Linked DNA regions of Mus musculus: all the other regions are linked to region 3. Evidence: chromatin contacts called from public promoter capture Hi-C data. All regions are on one chromosome and are shown on one strand. The core of a region is the stretch at or near the end of the contact, and the rest is flanking DNA. Distances in the headings are between cores, read along the strand shown. Region 1 holds the start of Gars (glycyl-tRNA synthetase). Region 2 holds the start of Mindy4 (MINDY lysine 48 deubiquitinase 4). Region 3 holds the start of Prr15 (proline rich 15).

Evidence for each region. Promoter capture Hi-C pulls out the DNA fragments that hold promoters and counts their contacts.
Region 1: a promoter capture Hi-C map of liver shows a contact between it and region 3, with 2.5 times the contacts expected there. The contact joins the promoter of Gars here to the promoter of Prr15 in region 3. A contact is called at or near these places in 6 of 39 promoter capture datasets (cranial neural crest, frontonasal cranial neural crest, liver and 3 more) and 1 of 115 datasets of contacts at active chromatin or transcription factors (pancreatic cancer cells).
Region 2: a contact with region 3 is called in a promoter capture Hi-C map of cranial neural crest. The contact joins the promoter of Mindy4 here to the promoter of Prr15 in region 3. A contact is called at or near these places in 6 of 39 promoter capture datasets (the 3T3-L1 cell line, the C10 cell line, cranial neural crest and 3 more) and 1 of 115 datasets of contacts at active chromatin or transcription factors (pancreatic cancer cells).

What each region holds. Positions count from the first base shown.
Region 1 is chr6:55,036,653-55,039,352 of GRCm38.p6, reverse strand. Gars (glycyl-tRNA synthetase) reads right to left here and starts at 1,352. Exons shown (of 17, transcript NM_180678.3): 1 at 1,120-1,352. The coding sequence starts at 1,311.
Region 2 is chr6:55,202,112-55,204,815 of GRCm38.p6, reverse strand. It overlaps Mindy4 (MINDY lysine 48 deubiquitinase 4), which reads right to left and starts at 1,433. Exons shown (of 18, transcript NM_001142781.1): 1 at 1,247-1,433. The coding sequence starts at 1,309.
Region 3 is chr6:54,325,410-54,328,384 of GRCm38.p6, reverse strand. Prr15 (proline rich 15) reads right to left here and starts at 1,484. Exons shown (of 2, transcript NM_030024.3): 1 at 1,075-1,484. The region is part of intron 4 of 9130019P16Rik (RIKEN cDNA 9130019P16 gene); the gene reads left to right.

The sequences.
Region 1 (2,700 bases), core at 103-2,602, 710 kb before region 3:
CTGAAGTTAACTACATTCAGTCTTACTACAGAGGAATACTATGTACTGCAGTTCCAGGCTAACGTGGCAGAGGGAGGGGTTTGCAGTGTGTGCTTTTTTTTTTCCCCCAAAATTAGATGTATTGTTCCAAAGGAAGGAGTTAGGTCACAACAAAACAACAAAGGAGTCACACATACATTTATGTGGGGAGTGGAAGGTGGATGGAGACTGAATGTACAGAACATACAATTAAAAAAAGAAAAAATAAAGCCCATAGTGAAAATCAAAATGAAAGCCTATTAACTGAGTCGGGCTCAAACTGGAGCAAAGTGGCAGAATTCCTCGAAGCTGCAGCACCTCAGCTCCAATGAATTATCCTTAAGACAGGATTCCACCCTCCTTAGCTAGACAAACGATTGCATCAGGCGCCAGAGCAGGCGCAACCCGACCGGTGTTTACAGCTAGTAGGTCATGGATGCCGGGCCCTACTGTAAGCTCTGGCTCTCACTGGGTGTGGGTATCATTCCAAATACTTTTCTCCTTTCCCTCTTAAGTCTGATCACCACCACTCAGTGCTACAGTAAAAAAAGGAGATCTGCATTAAATCCCCAGATTCTCCAGCTAAGAAACCTCCCTTCCCTTCCGCAAAATGACATTTTCAGGTGTTCCACCCTAAGAATGGATGACTTCACTGAGTGGCTCGGTCAGTCCATCTACAATTTCCAGCTTGATCCGAAAGCTCGCTGGTTCCAGACACTCTCTTCAGAAGGCAGAAAGATGACAGGAGAGGGATCATGAATTCGCATCAGTATTGGAGGGGGGTGGGGGGTCGACACCTCCCCATAGCCACGTTTCGACCGTGAGCCAGTCCTCAGGCTAAACACTGAAGCAAGGAAGATAAAGAGAAGGGAACGCTTCCCAAAGCATCCCCAAGACTAAAGAAAAGAAGCGCGCAGCATCAGCTTGCCGCTGAGCCGAGCCATCGGGGCGCTCAAAGAGGGAGGCGAAGCCTACGGCTGGATTCGGGGTACGCAGAGAGGGCACGAGGCCCAAGGATCACGGATGCCGACGCAGCGCGGGGACAGGGGAAGGACGGACAGGAGCGGGGTGCGGCGCGCGGCTGCGGGCGAGGGTCGGTACCTGCTGGCGCACGGCTAGCCGCAGTGGGGCCAGCAGCTCCTCCGCGCTGTCCATGCTGCTCCGGGAGGCGGCGGGCTGCGCGGGAGCGCTGAGGAGCCGCTGAGACGCGGACGCTGCGACCACTCGGGGCGGCGACAGGAGCGGCAGCGCGGCGCGGGTGGCTCTGAGCAGCGAGGGGAGCAGACAGGGCATGAGCACGCCGCCTAGGCGGTGCGCAGGGCGGCTACGGAAGCGGCGCGCGGCCCGCCCGGTGCATGATGAAATAGCGCAGCCAGGCCGCAGGCGCGCGCAGCCGCACTTCCCGCAGGCGCGCGCAGCCGCCGCGTCTGCAACCGCAGATTCGGCAGAGAACCCGGAAGGGCACCAACTTGCTCAAAAATGTGTGAAGAGGACGCTCCAGACAAATGCACAGAAGGACATGGCTTCTGAGAGTGCAGTCCTAACCTAGATGCCCGAGCACCTTTAGATCGTGGGCTTCTCTGTTGTCCCAGACGCTCGAATCGCCCCACTGGAACACCCATACTTCTGCTTCTTCCTCAGCCCATTGTTTAGAAGAGTATATAAAGTCACATAAAATCGGAACCTAGAGTTACTATAACTCTAGTGGGTCATGGTGATGCACATCCGTAATCCCAGCACTTGGGAAGACGAGGTAGGAGGATCGTGAGTTCAAGACCAGCCTAAAATACACAGTGAGCCTCTGTCTTTAAGAAACAAACAAACAACAACAGCAAAAACAAAAATATTGCTCAAGACCCAATGTTCCTCGGACTATTTATAGGAATCAGAGTTGCTGTTCTTCTCAGGGCATGCCAGTTAATTTGAAAGACAAGGTGTAGAGGCAAAGGAAAAGTGATTTTACTTGGATAACCACCTCATGGAGCAGTCAGGGGAACTCTAGCCTCAAAGCTCTTGCAGAAGTTATATAGGTTGGATGCTCCCAAACTTGTGGACACCTCACAGCCAGTCAGCCAGATGATGGGCCCAACCGGGAGATACCACCTTCCAGTTTCACAAATATCAAGAAGACCATCATTATCCTTGTGCTATTGTTGTGATTGGTTAGCTGGTTTTTTACACAGTGGACAGTCTAGAGGGCAATGAACCTGGCTCAAGGCCCTCTTTCAGAGAACCCAACTCCATGCAGTGAGAGACCACACGTTCTCAACTCCCAGAAATCTTTGATGCTGTTTTTTAGGGTGAAGAACCAGACACAAGGTAGTTACTAGTTTACCCAGTATCCCCAAGACAAAAGTTAAGCAAGAGGAGGTTTGTGACGCTCTTCATTTGCTTCCAAGTTGCTTTTACTGCCAATTTTAGGGATCACGCGTATTTTTATTAGCTTTACTGGATATAACACCTGGGGTGCTGTGGCAATCTTGGTGTTTTTCAGGAACTTGAAGGTGTAAACCAGTTTAAGTTCCTGGCCCTTTCCTGCAGCCTGCACAGATATCCAAGGGTGACCTTTTGAAATCTGGAGGCTTAAAATTTCACACTCAGAACATGCTATTGCCACCATTGTTTAGAAACATAGATCCAGTGAAGGGGTCCTGACAAAGATCGCTGATGCGTCCTTAGTCT
Region 2 (2,704 bases), core at 184-2,683, 880 kb before region 3:
GGAGGCGTCAAGGTCCAGCCTGCTCACCCTCGGGCAAGTTTCTTTGCTGCCTTGTCCCATAACACTCTGATATGAAAAGGAATACTGTAAGTATACTTATCTTCCAGGATGGTTAGGGACATTTGAGAAGATCAATCACCATCTAGGAGGTACACACAGGGTGGCAAAGGCCTGTGGTGATCACAAGGTCTCTGTCCCAGAGCAGAAGCAGTGACGAAAGTAATTACAACTGTGCATGCTGGTATGCCCCCGTACTTCCGAATACAGGAGTCAGAGGCAGGAGAATCGAGAGTGTAAAGACAGTCTGGGCTACACAGAGAGTTTAAAGAGAACCTAGGCGCTGCCTGGGCATCACTAGTGCTCACTCATCAGACATGAGTGGACTGTAAAAGTTCCCGTTAGAGAGAAGATGAGGTAGTAACGTCAAACTTACATTTCAAACTAATAGCACATACCTAAACTTCCACCATCTGACCTCAAATCCTTTTCCTTTGTTCCATGCAAACACACACACACACACACACACACACACACACACACACACACACACACTCACACATACGCACGCACACACGCATGCATGTTTCAATCTCAAATTAGTGCCCCTTGGGCCAGCTCAATATGACATCATGTGGAAGCACAGATCCCTAGTGTATAGTCCTCAGCCCCTTTGTGTAAACTACAAGCCAGTGTGGGACTCCTGGAGTCTAGGAAGTGCCTTCCTCTCCTAGACCCCCATGGGGGACTCAAGAGCCTCCCTAACTTGTAAACACTTTGAAAACTCTTCTGGCAGTAAGAGAATTTACATAATTCCCCCCACAAAAGCTCATTCAGCAGCTAGAATTTCCATCATTGATTAAAATGATCAAAAGGACTGCCTGTCCAGAACTTTCCTTTAGAAAGTTCTTTTCTACAGACATGTCCTGTGCTCCTGGCTGGGAGAACTTGCTCCGCCCTGGACACCCTTGCCAATCTGGCACTGCTGTGACAGAGGGGACCAGGGGAGGGCAGCCAAGCAAGCGCAGGCCTGGCTTTGTGGACGTGCCCTTGCATTAGGGAGGGCTGGCTTCTGGGAAATGTAGTTTCCTTGTCCCGAGAAAGGGGCGCTCTTGGGGAAATCTCTGAGGCGAACAGAAGGCATGGAATGCTCCCCCCACCCTCGAAGGTGCAAAGATGCTAATGGAAACCACTGGTTGCCCCCCAACTTAAGAAGATACTAGTGGGTTTCGGAGTGTCCAGACATTACCTTTCTGCTAAGAAACTCCCTGACCAGGGAGGCGGCCACCTCCTCCACGTACAGACTGTCCATGCTGCTAGCGCTGCCCACGAGGCCACGCGGCCGCCTGCAGCCCCAGGCCCCTTAATCCGTTGGGCCCAGTAAAGCGGCGTTGCCGTGGCGACGGTGGCATCCGCGCCAGGAAGAACTCCTCCCCTTCCTGGGAAACAAGCGTTCTAGGAGGGCGGGAGAGAAGGGAGGGAGGAGCATCCTCCAAGCCGCTACTCTCTGCCAGTTGCTGTGCCAGCAGCTGAAGGCGGGACTTAGCCTATGAGTTCTGGGCGCCGAGTTGACTGACTCTGGTTTTTTGTGGTGGATGTCACTGGCCTAATCAAAGGTTCTATTTCTCCATACACAAAATGGGAAACACGCCCTACCCTGTGGTTCTTAAAGTCTGAACTGGCAGGGAAGCAGGGCCCTGACAGTCCACCCTCAGGATTGCAGTTACCTCCCGGGTTCACTTGAGACACAGACTTCAGTGTTCTGGCCTCTGTTATGGCAAGGGCGCTTAGACTCCAATTTCTGGCATCTAGAAACTGGAAGGATGGGAAACTGCCGAAGCCCAGGTCTTTGCCAGTCCCTTGGGTAGCACCTCAACTTTCTCCAGGACTGTACTTTGCCTGTTGCGTTGGTTTGCTGGGGCTGCTATAATAAAACGCCGCAGACTGTGGCTTCAACAACAAAGTTACTACCTTGCAATCCTGTATGTAGCCTGCAAGCTGGTGAACAGGTGGCACCAGGGCTTTTATGGCTCGAGTTCCCTCCCGTTGACATCTTCTTTCTGTGTCTTTACAGAGCCTCCCTCTAAATGTATCTGTGTGCTATTATTCATCTCTTCTTAGAACACTGAACACAGTTAAGTGTTCACCATAACAACCTCCTTTAATGTTACTGTACCTCCAGATAAGTCACATTCTAGATGCTACAAGGCATTAGGACCTCAACTTAGGAACGTTATGCTCTCAACTCAGCACATATCACCCACACTCCTACATACAAATTATTTTCTCTAAACTAATGTTTCTTATTTTTTTCTTAAAATTGTTTCCAGGCAGTGATACTCACAAAATCTTAGGTTTGTATGATTATTCAATTCTGAGAAACCTTAAAACATTTATAAAATTAGAAAGGTATGTTGTATGTAAGATTGTCTCACAGCCAACGGCACATGCACTGTGTCTGGAGACTTCATGGTCCGCTTTGGTGTCCTGAGGATGTCATTGTATTAGGACAGTTATAATTTCCAGGCATCCTCACCGTCTAACCCTCCAAGGAGGTCTCTGCAAACTCACCTTAGCTGCATGTGGGTAAAGTGAAGATAGCAATCAGGAACCTTGCCAGGGGACCTGCTATTTCAGATGTAAGGACACACTAGTAAATGTGTTATCATTTAAAGCGCAAGGCAGACTTTCTTACATAGACATAAGT
Region 3 (2,975 bases), core at 235-2,734:
AAATTTCTGCAGTCTTTTTCTAGGATGAGCGGTGATGAGCGGTGTATCCAAGTGAGAAAGCGGGGAGCATAAATTCATGGTTGTGCTTACTTCAAACTGCTTCAAACCACTTCTGCCTTGTGATTTTCAGAGGCTGTCTAGACTTAACTTCCCTTGGAAACCGCCATCCCACTCTTCCTTTAACTCCCTAGAGCCAATCTCCACACTGTTGGAAGGCCGCGGGTCCCAACCCTTCTTTCATAGTTCTCTATCTCTTGAGGATTTTACTTATTGTAAACAAAGTCTTCTGGTACTTTTCTTTGCTGGTTGCCTTTCCATCCTCCAAAGGAGAGCGCCCAACCAGGAACTCCAGAAAACCATTGAATAACGGAGCCCAGACGCTCCTGATAGTGCAAGCCAGACTCTTGGCACACTTCCTGTGAGCGTGCTACTGGACACGGCCACCACGAGTGGGCAGGGCTCGCGCGCGCCGCCCATTTCTAGGTTTCAGCTCCGCCGCTTCGCAGCCCACGCACCGCGGCGCTCCTGGGATTCGCCAGTGCGCAGGAGGGAAACTTGTGCGGCCGTTTGTTGTTGCAGGTTCTCCCGGAACTGCCTGGTAGAGGAAGTCTCTGCGCCTACGGGGAGGCGCCATCTCCTCCCTGGGGATGTCCTGAGGACTCACTCGGACTGGGGCTTGAAAACCGTAAAAGCAGAACCAGCTCAAAGTTCTTTCCCTAAGAAAGGCGCCCACACCCTTAGGCACCGTCAACGTTGGGGTCTACAAACGTCTTACTCCCTATTCTGCAGATCGGAAAAACACCGCACCCCAAGGCATTTATTAATGGTGGTGGGCAGCCACCCAACACTTTCTTTTCCACAGTGACCAACTTGGTGTGTACGGAAAGGCTTTGTGAGAATTGCGCAAGGAAAAGATGGCAAATAATGCAAAAGTAGGCAGATCACTGTTCTGGGGGGGGCCTCTCCTCTGGCAGCAGGAGGAGGGGCACTGCAAAGCGCTAGACAGCATTCTCCAGGGACTTCGTAGCGCCAGGGCCTGCCTTGTGAGACGCAGAGGGACTCTGGTTCACTCACCTGTAGGGGCTTTCAGGGCCACTGCGGCGCCGCGCTGCGCCGCGCGGGCTGTCTAGAACACGGAGGGGGCGTCTCCGGGTGCCTGAAGCTTAGTCGCGGTGTCCCTTATCGCTGACTAGGAGAGATGCAGGAATCGTTGTTGCTGATCTCGCCCAACACCCCTGACACTCGCACACTGTCGGAACAACCTGGGGTTGGCAGCACGGTCCGCTCAGGTGGCAGGGACTGTCAGATCCTCCGCCCCAGGGTGAGTCTGGTCAGCCTTTCCCGGTGGGAGTCTCACATTCTAGGGCGCGTCCTTTCTTCCCGTTCACTCTGCTCTCTGGCCTCAGCTAGACAGGACCTGGGCTACTGACTCCGGCGCACTACCCTTCCTGAGCGTCCGTAGGAACGCGCTGAGACATCTGCCCACTTGCTGGTGGTTGGCCAAAGGCCTGAAGACACCAGAACTGAGGAGGAGGGGAGGGTCAGGGTGGGACAGGAGGCGGCCGCCAGGCTACAGGTGCAGGTAGGCGTCCCCGCCCTTCTGGGGACCAGATTGGACGAGGTTGCAAACGTGGTTCCAGCCCTGCGGACTCTGATTGGAGAAAAAGCTGTGCTGCGCCGCCTCCCTGCTCGCGTTCCGTTCTTGCGCTGAGGTTTGAGTCCCAAGGCTTTCAAATTTTCTAACTCGGAGAGCTGATTCAAACTCTGTCATTGTTTGGGAGTTTCAAGCGCCCTTACCTAAAAGACTAAGAGTTGAGAACCATGTCGTTGCTGTCATCGGGCGCTATCCTAGTACTATAACTCACTTGGGTCAACTCACTTGGGTTAACTCACTTGCTCATCAGACCGCCCCAGGCCTGGGCACTATGGCTCCTAACAGACCTGCAAAGGAACCATGGCTTTGCGGAGGTTAAACAGTTGTCCAGGATTGCATGCTGAAGGGCAATCTCGAAGTAACGGGGTTGGAAGTTTGATTCCAGCTTATCAGCTTGTTAGTCTTGGGTTCTTACCATAACTAAGTGCCTATGCTACAAAGCATCTTTCGCGTTTGGGCGACCGCGCATCGACACCCATCCAAGCATATTACTCCAGCCCAGAGCCACTGAGAGGGTGAACCAATGGGCCCCAGCACCGTGCAAGGTGCTTTAGCTCGGTGGTTATTTGTCAAAAACGGTATTAGAGGAGACATTTCTCTAACTAAGGCGAAGTTACGACTTGAAAGAGATTTTGGGGGTCTCTAGGCTTGCAGACATGCAAGTAGGACCCTTTCTTTGCCTCTAAGGTAGGCAGTCCAGGCAATTTGTCTGCTTTGAGCACTTTCTGCGGGACAAGCCTGGTGAGAGACAGATCACCAACCAACTCTGATCTCTTGCAATAAGGATTTGATAAGCAGGCAGGAATTTTATAGAGACTTTCAATACAGTAGGGAAGAGGAAAATACAAGGACTTGGTTGGTGTCTTAGTTTGGATTCAATTAAAAAATGAAAGATGAACATACACTGTGTATTTGGAAATGATTTGTTTCTAACCAGAGATTAGAGAACTCCCCTCCCCCTTCCTCCCTCTGCCCCTTTCTCTCTCCTCCCCCTTTCCCCTCCTTCTCTGCCCCCCTTCCTCCTTCCTTCCTTTCTTTATTGGTGGAATTTCACTATGTAACTAAGACTGGATTCAAACTCTGGCATACCACCAAAACTGACTCTTGAGGTTAGTTTTAAAGTGGGGACACTGAACCATAACACTGGTACTTGATAAAGACTAGTTGCCAGCTTTAAAGGAAGCTTTCCGGAGGCAGATGTCATATGATGAGAAAAGCTTGTCTGGGGAGTCGCCACCACCACCGTTTATGGAGCTGGGACATGCCCTTGTCAAGCACATTGTTGAAAGAATGAAGACACCAGGAAAAGGACACTAGCTTG